2 separate regions of the Rattus norvegicus genome follow, and region 1 is linked to region 2. Evidence: chromatin contacts called from public Hi-C data. All regions are on one chromosome and are shown on one strand. Each heading gives the region's core, a stretch centred on a gene start, on an enhancer-like site or on the middle of the called end of the contact. The rest is flanking DNA. Distances are from core to core; before and after follow the strand shown. Region 1 holds the start of Hif1a (hypoxia inducible factor 1 subunit alpha). Region 2 has its middle 100 kb from the start of Hif1a.

The links. Hi-C and Micro-C count contacts between places; a contact is called where the count stands out from the background.
Region 1: a contact with region 2 is called in a Hi-C map of liver, with 1.8 times the contacts expected there. The contact joins the promoter of Hif1a here to the enhancer-like site in region 2. A contact is called at or near these places in 2 of 12 Hi-C or Micro-C datasets (the Rat2 cell line and liver).

What each region holds. Positions count from the first base shown.
Region 1 is chr6:98,358,498-98,363,763 of GRCr8, forward strand. It overlaps Hif1a (hypoxia inducible factor 1 subunit alpha), which reads left to right and starts at 1,401. Exons shown (of 15, transcript NM_024359.2): 1 at 1,401-1,761. The coding sequence starts at 1,727.
Region 2 is chr6:98,257,805-98,262,679 of GRCr8, forward strand. No RefSeq gene overlaps it. Among named protein-coding and RNA genes, the nearest start is that of Hif1a, 100 kb to the right of the region's middle. Within about 2 kb of position 2,732, at least 23 of the 93 cell types and tissues checked have an H3K27ac peak or open chromatin away from gene starts, as enhancers often do. A contact at or near this core is called in liver, where this site is marked.

The sequences.
Region 1 (5,266 bases), core at 151-2,650, 99 kb after region 2:
TTTATTGTCTTATTAGACCTGGACACCATTTGTATTTATTGGGGGGCGTTGTTTTTGGATTTGAATGCAATTTAAATCTGCCACAGATGTCTACATTATTATACAACCCAACGTTAGATTGTAACGATGTACTAACAAGGCAAAGAAGAGCTATTAAACAGTCAAGTGTCAGGTCAGTTTCAGAGACCTCAGATTCAGATCTCCAACACGTGTGTGTGTGTGTGTGCGTGTGTGTGTGTACATGTGTGTGTGCACACGCAGGTGCATGCAGTGTTCCTTTGTTGGGCTTGGAATACATTAAAATTAAAAAAAAAAAAACTAACAAACATCATACCCACAGACCTAACATTCATGCTTCCAAAGACCGACCAAAAGTGATTGCTTTAATCCATAGTTCCCAGCACAGCCGGTGAGCAGTCCTGTCAAGGTCTGTAGGTTGGAGGATGCATTCTTCCTTCTTTCAGTCTAAACAGTGAACTTTAATAAACTCAGTCTGAAACAATTCTTGCACCTTTTCTGCATCTATTTAAGATTATCTTTGTCTTTTTTTTTTCAAAGCAACATAATAGCAAAATAAGTCTACTCAATGCTTTTTCCTGCCTTGTCACTCAAATTCAGGCTTGTGCTCTCACTTATTGAAGCTGTTATTTATGTGTAAATTAAGATAGTTTATTTTAAAATGGCCCTGCAACTTCACTCGCCTTGAGAGGTTTTGCAAGAGGGATTTGTTTTATATTTTTATTTGCATTTGCTCAGTAGTCAAACTTTGGCCCAGAAAATCGTTAATGACTTGGAGACTTCCCTTGTTCTGTGGCAGAGAGCAGAGACTGAGCTTCGTCCGGTCACCTGGGAAGGAGAGACCCCACTCTAACAGCAGGGGGCTGGCTGCCAGAACACAAAGTTGGCTGTTTTTGCAACTGGAAACTCAGGAGGGATGGGCGGGGACCCGGTCCAACCACGCAACTAAGGAGTAAGCGAGCCTCAGACAACTCCACAGAGAGCAGGGCAGTGTGAGCACGTTCGGACACAGGCTTAGCATCCCACTTGCTCCAGCAGCGCCTCCCAAGGCCAGACGCAGCTTTCCATTGAAGGCGCAGAGTCCCCAGACCTGGGCTCAGCCGCACCCGTCGGTCGCCCCTTTCTCTTCTCTCCCTAGCTGCACACAGACGAGCACGTGAGCTGGGCAGCTCGCCCCAGCTGGGGCTCAGCTGACCTCCTCCTGATTGGCTGAGAGCAACGTGGGCTGGGGTGGGGCCTGGCCGCCTGCGTCCTTTCCCATTGGCTCTCGGGGAACCCGCCTCCGCTCAGGTGAGGCGGGCCCGCGGGTGCGCGCGTCGGGCTTAGCGGGCGCGCGCAGCCCTTTGCTCCCCTCCCCTCGCCGCGCGCCCGAGCGCGCCTCCGCCCTTGCCCGCCCCCTGCCGCTGCCTCAGCGCCTCAGTGCACAGAGGCTCCTCGTCTGAGGGGACGCGAGGACTGTCCTCGCTACCGTCGCGAGCAGTGTCTGGCCAGGCCTTGACAAGCCAGCCGGAGGAGCAACTAGGAACCCGAACCAGAGCCCGGCGAGCGCAGCCTGCAGCTCCCGCCTCGCCGTCCCGGGGGGGTGTCCCGCCTCACACCCCGCCTCTGGACTTGCCCCTTTCTCTGCGCGTGAGGACAGAGCCGGCGCTTAGGCCGGAGCGAGCCCAGGGGCTGCCGGCCGGGAAGACACCGCGGGCACCGATTCGCCATGGAGGGCGCCGGCGGCGAGAACGAGAAGAAAAAGTAAGCCGGGCCGCCGCGTTCTGTGGGCTGGCCTTTTTTTGTCTCTGCTCCCCTTCCGTCCCCCCCCCAGCCTCACGCGCCGGGCTCCCCCGCGGTCCACGTCGCCATCTTGGCGCGGGGGGTGGGAGTCGCGGGCCCAGCGCTCGGCGGGGCTGGGGTCTCCGCCCCGGACACCCGCCCCGCGCCTTCGCAGCCCAGCCTGCCCCGCGCGCTCATCCGGCCGAGCCGGCCCCGGCCGAGTACGCCCCTAGCTCCCGCGCCTTCCCGCCCCGGACCTCCGCGTTTGCCGCGAGCACCGGGCCCCGGGCGGACCCTGTGCGCGCTGCCAGCTTCCTGGGGTCGAGGCCCTCCGAGGCCGACCCCGGGCTCCCCGGAGCCGCCTCGTTGTACCGCGGCCGCCGCTGCCTTTGTAGGTTAGGGAGTTTCTTCGGGGGGCCGGAAGATGCTAACTTTCTAGTTTGCACGTGCAGGTTTTGTTGGAAACACTTGCCACCATCAGAGTAACGGGAATTTAGGAAAATGGCATCATTTTAAATAACTTACAGTTCCTACAAACTTGTGTTTGCATCACCTGTCAGGAGAGCCCAGACGTTATGTATGAATATGAGTATGCCTCGTTCACTCCTGAAAATAACTTACCGATAGTTTCGGTTAAACTTAGGCCGATAATTTAATGAGATGGGGTGGGGGGTGTATATAATGAAAGCAAATGAAAACCAGCAGTTAGAATGTTGCAAGTTTATTGGAACACCTGCAAAGAATTGTATCCAAAAAAACATACATCCGAAGTGAGAAATCGTGTGTGAGAACTCAGTGTAAGTTTATGAAACATCCTGTGGTTTGAGTCTGAGAACATTATAGGCTTACGAGTGCAGCTAGTAGTGGTAAGATCGATCCCTGCCGCCAGCACACAGTTTTGTCTACTTCGATATTTTAACCTTGAGAAAATCAGTTTAAGAAGTTGAAGGTTTGTTGTAAGAGCTGTGGTTACAAGGCTGGCTTAATTCTTAAGTCCTTCCAGTCTTCTGGAAGAGATTAATTCCCCTTATCCATATCCGCAGAAGAGATAAATGTACTCATTTTCTTGCTCTTCTGTACATCCCTTCCTTGCCTTGGTCTTTATTCCATAGAACGTCCAGGTCTTGGATGCACCAAAGAAAGCACTTTGAAAATGTTTTAAAGTGAGCATGCAAGTCTAGACTTAACTCCAGGAGTTACCAGAATTAGTTGCAATTAATTTCGCAGAAGTGACTACAATGCTTTTGATGAAATGATGGGCTGCTATTCTCTAAACCTTAGGCAGATTGCCATTGTGTACTTACTGTCCTTATTAAATGCTGAATTATATTATATTAATACACTATACCAAGTAATACACCAATCATGTCTCTTTCATATACACTGTTTGTGTGTGTGTATGTGTGTGTGTGTGTATTTAATCAAAAGTAGTCTTACAATGGATAAGTAAGTTAATTGTGCATCGGGTCCAGTTCTAAATGGTTTTTAGGTTTTCCTCAGAACCATCTGTTAATTTAATTTTTCTTGTTTGAGATGTTAGCAGCTTTAGATCAGATGGGATTATATTTCTTAATATAGAGGTTCTTAATATCACTAAAAGATAATAAACATGAGTGATGGGTCACTCAACACTTAGGTGCTATGTATTAAGTATGTCTTTTTGTAATCATAATTTTGTTGAAAGATTGAGAGGTAAAATTTTTCTTTCTCCAATTAGTCCATCTTAAATGAGCCTCCAAAGTGAACAGGTGGGAAAGAATTTTGCTTTTTTAATAGAGAGTATAGAAAACTCAAATCTCAAAGATTTGGAAGAAAGCAGAACAGAAAGTGAATAATAGATTTAACAGTCGGTATGTGCTGTGTCTGACTCCTTAGCTGTTGGTACTGAACTTGATTGACCTAATATGTATATGGATTCTTAGATTTCAAGAGAATGTCAAGCTCATTCTGTTTCTAGCTTGTAGCTGAACTTTCAAATCCCTCCCCCCAAATAGTTATTGGGTCACTAAAATAAAATCTCTTAAAGATGTTTCTTAATTTCTCCTTTTAGCGTTGGTCACTAAAAATCAAGAAGTTTATTAATAAAATTTTTATTATAATTTAGCTTTCCTCCTTGTTTGAGGAATCAGTAGTCTACTGATTTAGATAGAGGATACAGATAGATAACCACAAGTTGGAGTCCCAAGCCTTTCCACTTGTGATTGTTGGCAAGTTACTGAATACTTGTGGATTATATACCCCCCCTCCCAAGAGGATAATACTAGCCTTCTGAAAATAAGATAATGCATTTAAAAACCTTAGGCCAGCACATGGTTTGTAACACATTATATACTTGAACATGGGTGTTAACTGTTATAGTTCAGACTTTCATAATCTTCAAACCTTTCTTCTGTGCCTTCATGCATTTTTTTTCTTATATTCAAAAAAATGAGAAGACTGGCTCTGAATTGAAAGGCTAGAAAGGTTCTTTCCTACTGAAGCCCTGTCCTTGGACCATGGCATCTGGCATCTAGGATCAGTTGTTTCACTGAACATATGATAGACTCTAGGCACCTATCACAGTTCCCCATCCCAGTGTTTCCTCCCTAACTAGGTCATTTTGAATCTACTCTGGGCTCTAGTCATAAACATATGCGGCTCACGCTGTTCACTCTAGCAAGAGACACCTAAGGTAATGTAGTTTTAGAACTGGTAGTGACTTACTTTTTTTTCCCCTTGCCCTGATGCTCAAGTTTTGAGTAGACAAGTATAAATACTAGTTTCTGCAGGAATTTAATAGAAATATGGTATTTTGCTTATGTCTACCTCCATAGTTAAGACTATTGGCCTTCATCTCAAGGCAAGGCTTTCAACTTGTGTTGATCAGATGTTTACAGCTTAGTTTTATGAAAAAAAACTAAGGACACTCTTATTTAGCGTTTACTTAGTTATCAGAGTATTTTAACATGTTCCAGTCCACTCCAAAAGCACTTTGTGAAGTCTACAGATTGTCCCAACTTTCTGTGGTTTAGCTTTGTGTCTCTGATGGTGTCCAGGCTCAATCAGTTATATTGTGCTTACATCCCAGTGTTTTGTATGCCGTGGATGGTGTAGGAGGCTAAGGCAGATTAGTCTCTTGACTTTTGTTGTTGTTAAGAATTAAACAGTTTGGGGTTGGGGATTTAGCTCAGTGGTAGAGCGCTTGCCTAGCAAACGCAAGGCCCTGGGTTCGGTCCCCAGCTCCAAAAAAAAGAAAAAGAAAAAAAAAAAGAATTAAACAGTTTATGATGTTAGTTGTATGATTATTTCCATACATGAATACTAGAGATTTAGGTTAAAAGATGGGTATCTGAAACACTACATGACCTTTTTTTTTTTTTTTTTTTTTTTTTTTTTTTTTTTTTTTTAATCTGAGGTTATTAACAAAGGTCTGTCTCCTCATCAGGAGAAAGTAACCTAATACAGCTGTGGGGTTGAACTACCTTCCTACCAAGAAACTGATTTTAAC
Region 2 (4,875 bases), core at 1,482-3,981:
ATGGACATCTACACCACCCATGCTTCTGTAGGTGACATGGAATTTGGTGATTGGGTTTTGAGGGAAGTAATGAAGGTAAAATGGAGCCACATAGATAGCCTCAAAGTTACTAACCTTATGAGAAGAAACAATTAGGACCTAGATACATACAGAACAAAACTGTGAGGACAGGAGAAGTGGATGGGAGAGGCCACTGTCTACAGACCTAGGAGAGAGGTCTCTGGATGCCACCCTCACCTCACTCCCACTGGCATCCAGCATACAGAATTGCGAGGAAACAGTTCTGGGAGGCTGGGTACATAGGTCAGTGGTGAAGTTCTTGTCTGGCTTGTGTAAGTCCCTACATTCTATGCCTAGCACCAAAACAATAATAAACAAACAAACAAATAGGAAAAAATGTTGTCTAAGCTACCTAGCCTATGATTCTTGGCTATGAAACCATAGTGGAATAATACAGCCTCTAATCTGGGCTTCATGTTTTTCTTTCCAGTGTGTGTGTGTGTGTGTGTGTGTGTGTGTGTATGTGTGTGTATGTGTATGGTGTGTGTGTATGTGTGTGTATGTGTATGGTGTGTGTGTGTATGTGTGTGTGTATGTGTGTGTATGTGTATGGTGTGTGTGTGTATGTGTGTGTATGTGTGTGTGTATGTGATGGTGTGTGTGTATGTGTATGGTGTGTGTGTATGTGTGTGTGTATGTGTATGGTGTATGTGTATCTGTGTATGTCTACGTGTATGTGTGTATCTCTGTGTGTGTCTATGTGTGTGTATGTATCTGTGTATATCTATGTGCATCTGTATATGTCTCTGTGTATGTCTATGTGTGTATGTATCTCTGTGTTTGTGTGTGTGAGTGTGGGTGTGTGTGTCTATGTGTGTGTATGTCTGTGTGTATGTGGCGTCTGTGTGTATGTCTATGTGTGTATATGTGTGTCTGTGTGTATCTGCGTGTGTGTGTCTATGTGTATCTGTGCCTGTCTGTGTGTATGTATCTCAGTGTGTAAGTCTGTGCAAGTTGTGCACCAGCATGAGTGTGGAAGTCAGAAGACAGCCTCAGATGTTACTCCTTGCCTTCCATCTTGTTTGAGGCAGAGTCTCTCACTATTTCACTCCTACATACATATACCAGACTGACTGCCTTGCAAGCTTCCAGGGATGCTCTTGTCTCTGCATCCCATATTTCCAGAGGAGCACTGAGAGCACAGGTGTGTGCTACCATACAGTTTTATGTGAGGCTGGGATTCAAACTCAAGTCCTCATGTGCGTGTGTGTGTGTGTGTGTGTGTGTGTGTGTGTGTGTGTGTGTGTGACAGGTACTTTTACCTAATAAACTGTCTCTCTAACCTCCATCCTTGTCCTCTTAAACTGATACTTGTAAATACACTACCTCATCTGACTTTGTCACCTGCTAGCTTAAAATCTTCATAGCACACTCCTCAACCAGGGGCGCTTCCCACAGCGAGATCACTGGTGTATCGGTTCTGTGCAGTATCTCTCTGGCATGAGAGTTTGAGAACTCTCCAAGTCTCCAACTGAGTCTCTACTGTACATTGTGTATTAAAGGACTCAAGGAGTTTTGTCATCAAAAACCTAGTTAACGTCATTTTATCCCAGAGTTTTCTAAGTTTCCTTGTTTCTTAGTAGAACACCTGTCCTGTCTATTACAACTTGCTACTGTGGCACAAAGTCAAAACACTGGTGTGTATAGTTGAGAAAACTTGATAATTAAGTAGAGATCTGATGGTCAGATTTAATAAGCAGAACACAGGAAGCCCAGTTAGATCTGACTTCCAGATAGGTTTAAAAGTTATGTTCCGGTTCCTGAAATTCATATTTGGCTGCTTCTTCTCTAGTTCATCTGGCAACTCTAACTCCACAGGACCCTCTATAACTTACAGTGAGCAGCCTGAACCACGGTGAACTGGAAAAGGCACCCTCCCATCCCCACCCCAGGTAACATACTAGCAAAAGATAGTCAAGTTTGAGTGCTAGCATTTGGTGTTCTTCCTAAATGCAACCAATCTTTATTCACGTTTTAAAATCACACGAGGAGCTTTGAAAAATGTCCATGTTATATTCCCCAGCTAACAGACGTAGGGTACAGATGACTGAGCAGAGAATTGGGAAGGTAGGACAGGAAGGAGAGTGGAGCCAGTGTGTGGCTACACACAGATGCCAGCCCTGTGCTTGACCCACTCAGATACTTGTCTTCTGTCTCTACGACAGTCTCACTGCTGCCCCAGCTCAGTCTTGTTGGTCAGTCAAGGTGAAGAAGGACTTATGGAAGAGCTTGGAGAAGATTTCTGAGCTGTCCTGGATTCCAGCTCTACATTCTATTCCTTTAAAAGGAAATGTCAACATTTCCAAGCAGTGACCGTGAACTCCAGCCCCGTGAGGGTGAGTCAGGACAGGCCTCCCTTGGCCAGGCTCCTGCAATGTGAACTCCCAGCCGGCACCAGTATCCTCCAGAAAACCACTCCCAACCTTGTTGAAATGCTTGGATTCCTCATTCTGCTTCAGTCCAAAGTGCTGGTCTCTGTGTAGCTTTGGTCCCTAGCATCTCTAGATGCTCTGTTACATATCCACACGTGGTTTTAAGTTTCTGCAAAGTGGCTCAGACGTACACATTTCACTCTGTTCTCTCCAGGGTTTTCCGGGACTCTCAGCCCCACGCTGTCTCCTCCCTCCCTGATTTCTGCCCAGTTTTTCTTTGCCAGCGATTTTATGTCCTGTCACTGGCAGACTGGTCAGAAGCACATCGTTAATCATAGCCACGGGGAGAACTTGCCCGGGAACCGCCAAGACCAGCCTTGAATGGCTGACGCCCAGTGCTGCCTCTTCCCTCAGCTCTGAGTTCCATGATATCATTAGCATTTGGCCTGGCAGGTGGCCAATGCCTTAATTGGGGATTCTCAGCTCTCTGCAAGGTTTTTAAATGCTTTGGCGATAGGGGAGGGGAGACTTGTACTTTTCCAGCACAGAAAAGGGGTGCTAGTGGCTAATGGAAGCTTCCAGGAACATCAAAGTTCACTTGTTTCTGTTGTGATAATTGAATGATTTTTGGTAATGTTCCTCCTATAATCGGATTCAAAAGAATTCCTCCTTAGGGTAAAATTTGGAAGAAGAAAATACGAAGGAAAGGGTCAGCTCAGGCAGGGTCAGCAGTAATATCCTTGCAACACGAGGTTCACAGAATTGCATGGGGATATCTGCACTTCGTTTAATAAATGAATCCCTGTGAAATTCATATAAATGGAATTTGTAAGAACTTAAATCATTACAAGTACACAGTGCTGCTGCATTAAGGCAGCCTGACGTGACTCACTTCATAAAGGGAATTGTCGTGATGCAGTACACAGCATCCTCCCCAGCACATTCATCTTTGTTATAAGTTTGAATTTTGCATAGGCTGAGTCTCATAAGATGGGGGCAGGGGTTCCCCTATAATGACACCTGGTCTAAGATCACAGATGTTCTCAGGCTCCGAAGAGGAACTTTTCCAAAGCTTTCTGAGACATGTGAGTAGCTACTAGGACGCCCTGGGAGGTTAAACTCAGACAACTGTCACCCAGAATCCTCCTGTTCTATCTCCAGAGAGATGCAGGGAATTACCAGTGAGTGAGGATGAGAGAGATGATGTCGGACAGGCTGAGGCTAGAAGCATGAGCTGGGGTCACATTACCACAGCTCTACCTTTGTCCTCTAACTGGGGACTCCCAAAGAATTGATATCTCACACATGTTCACACATGTACACACGCACGTGCGCACACACACCCACACAAACACACACACACACTCTCTTTTGATTCCTACATTAAAAAAAAAGACTAACTTCCAACTTTGCCTCAGGAAAGCTTTCAAAGAAAAGGTGTATTTGAGGGTTACAAATACTATGTTATTTAATTCCCAGGTACTTAGTGAGATGGGCAGTACTGTGAGCCCCAGGCAGGTTGCCCACCTGCTCTCTGGTAACCCTGAGTTGATGCGGTGACGGGAGAGGAAGAGCTATGTTCTTTTTTCCTTGCTTTCTTCCAAGCAATTGTGGCTCAGAAGGTGGGAGCGAGAGGCACAGGATTAAACGTGAGAGATGCTTAAGAGGTGTTTAGACTGCGGATGTGGGGTTTTTCTCTGCCTTTCCCCCTTGTTCTTGCTTCCTGCTTCCTGCCTGGAGTGCTGTCAGGGTGGCTAGATTTCTGGCACCAACTTGTAACTGCCACCCCAAAAAGCTACAAGGTAACATCTGTGAAGCAAGAGCAGAACATGCTCAGTAGCTTTGGAAGGCCTGCCTATGGTCTCACTTGTTTAAATGAAAGAAAAGTAAATGATCATATTTAAGCCTGTGTTTACTGTTGGCTATTGTGATGAGCATCTAACCCAAGCCCTACTGGTATCAGTGCTGGGAAGAAGCTCAGGAAGTCTAATTCCCACCCGCGTGTGTCTCCACTTCCCAGGGCAATGGGAACAGCTAGGGGTCCTAGAGCAACTGCCTACCCTTGAGTATTTGTCTAGAATCATAATCTTCTTTGTGTCTGGCCCTGACATCTAGCCCACAACCTGGGTGGGGGTCCTCTACAAGCGCACTGATCGAACACGATGAATAACTGTCCTTCAACCATTCCTCGGGGAACTGTTTCTCAGGGATTGAAGGGTCTTCGAATCTCTCACTCCCCCAGGTTGGCATCAGTACAGGGCTTGTGAGACATCTAAAGTGCTGTCAGATTCTAAAAGAAAAATAAACAGATTGAAAATGACAGATTAAAAATGGAAAGAGAGGCCCCATACAATAAGCTATACTTTAAAGACTGTGTTTTGGATAGTGAAGGGAGGGCATGTTTTTTGAAGGAGACAGGAGAGATGTTATTAAATGGCAGGAA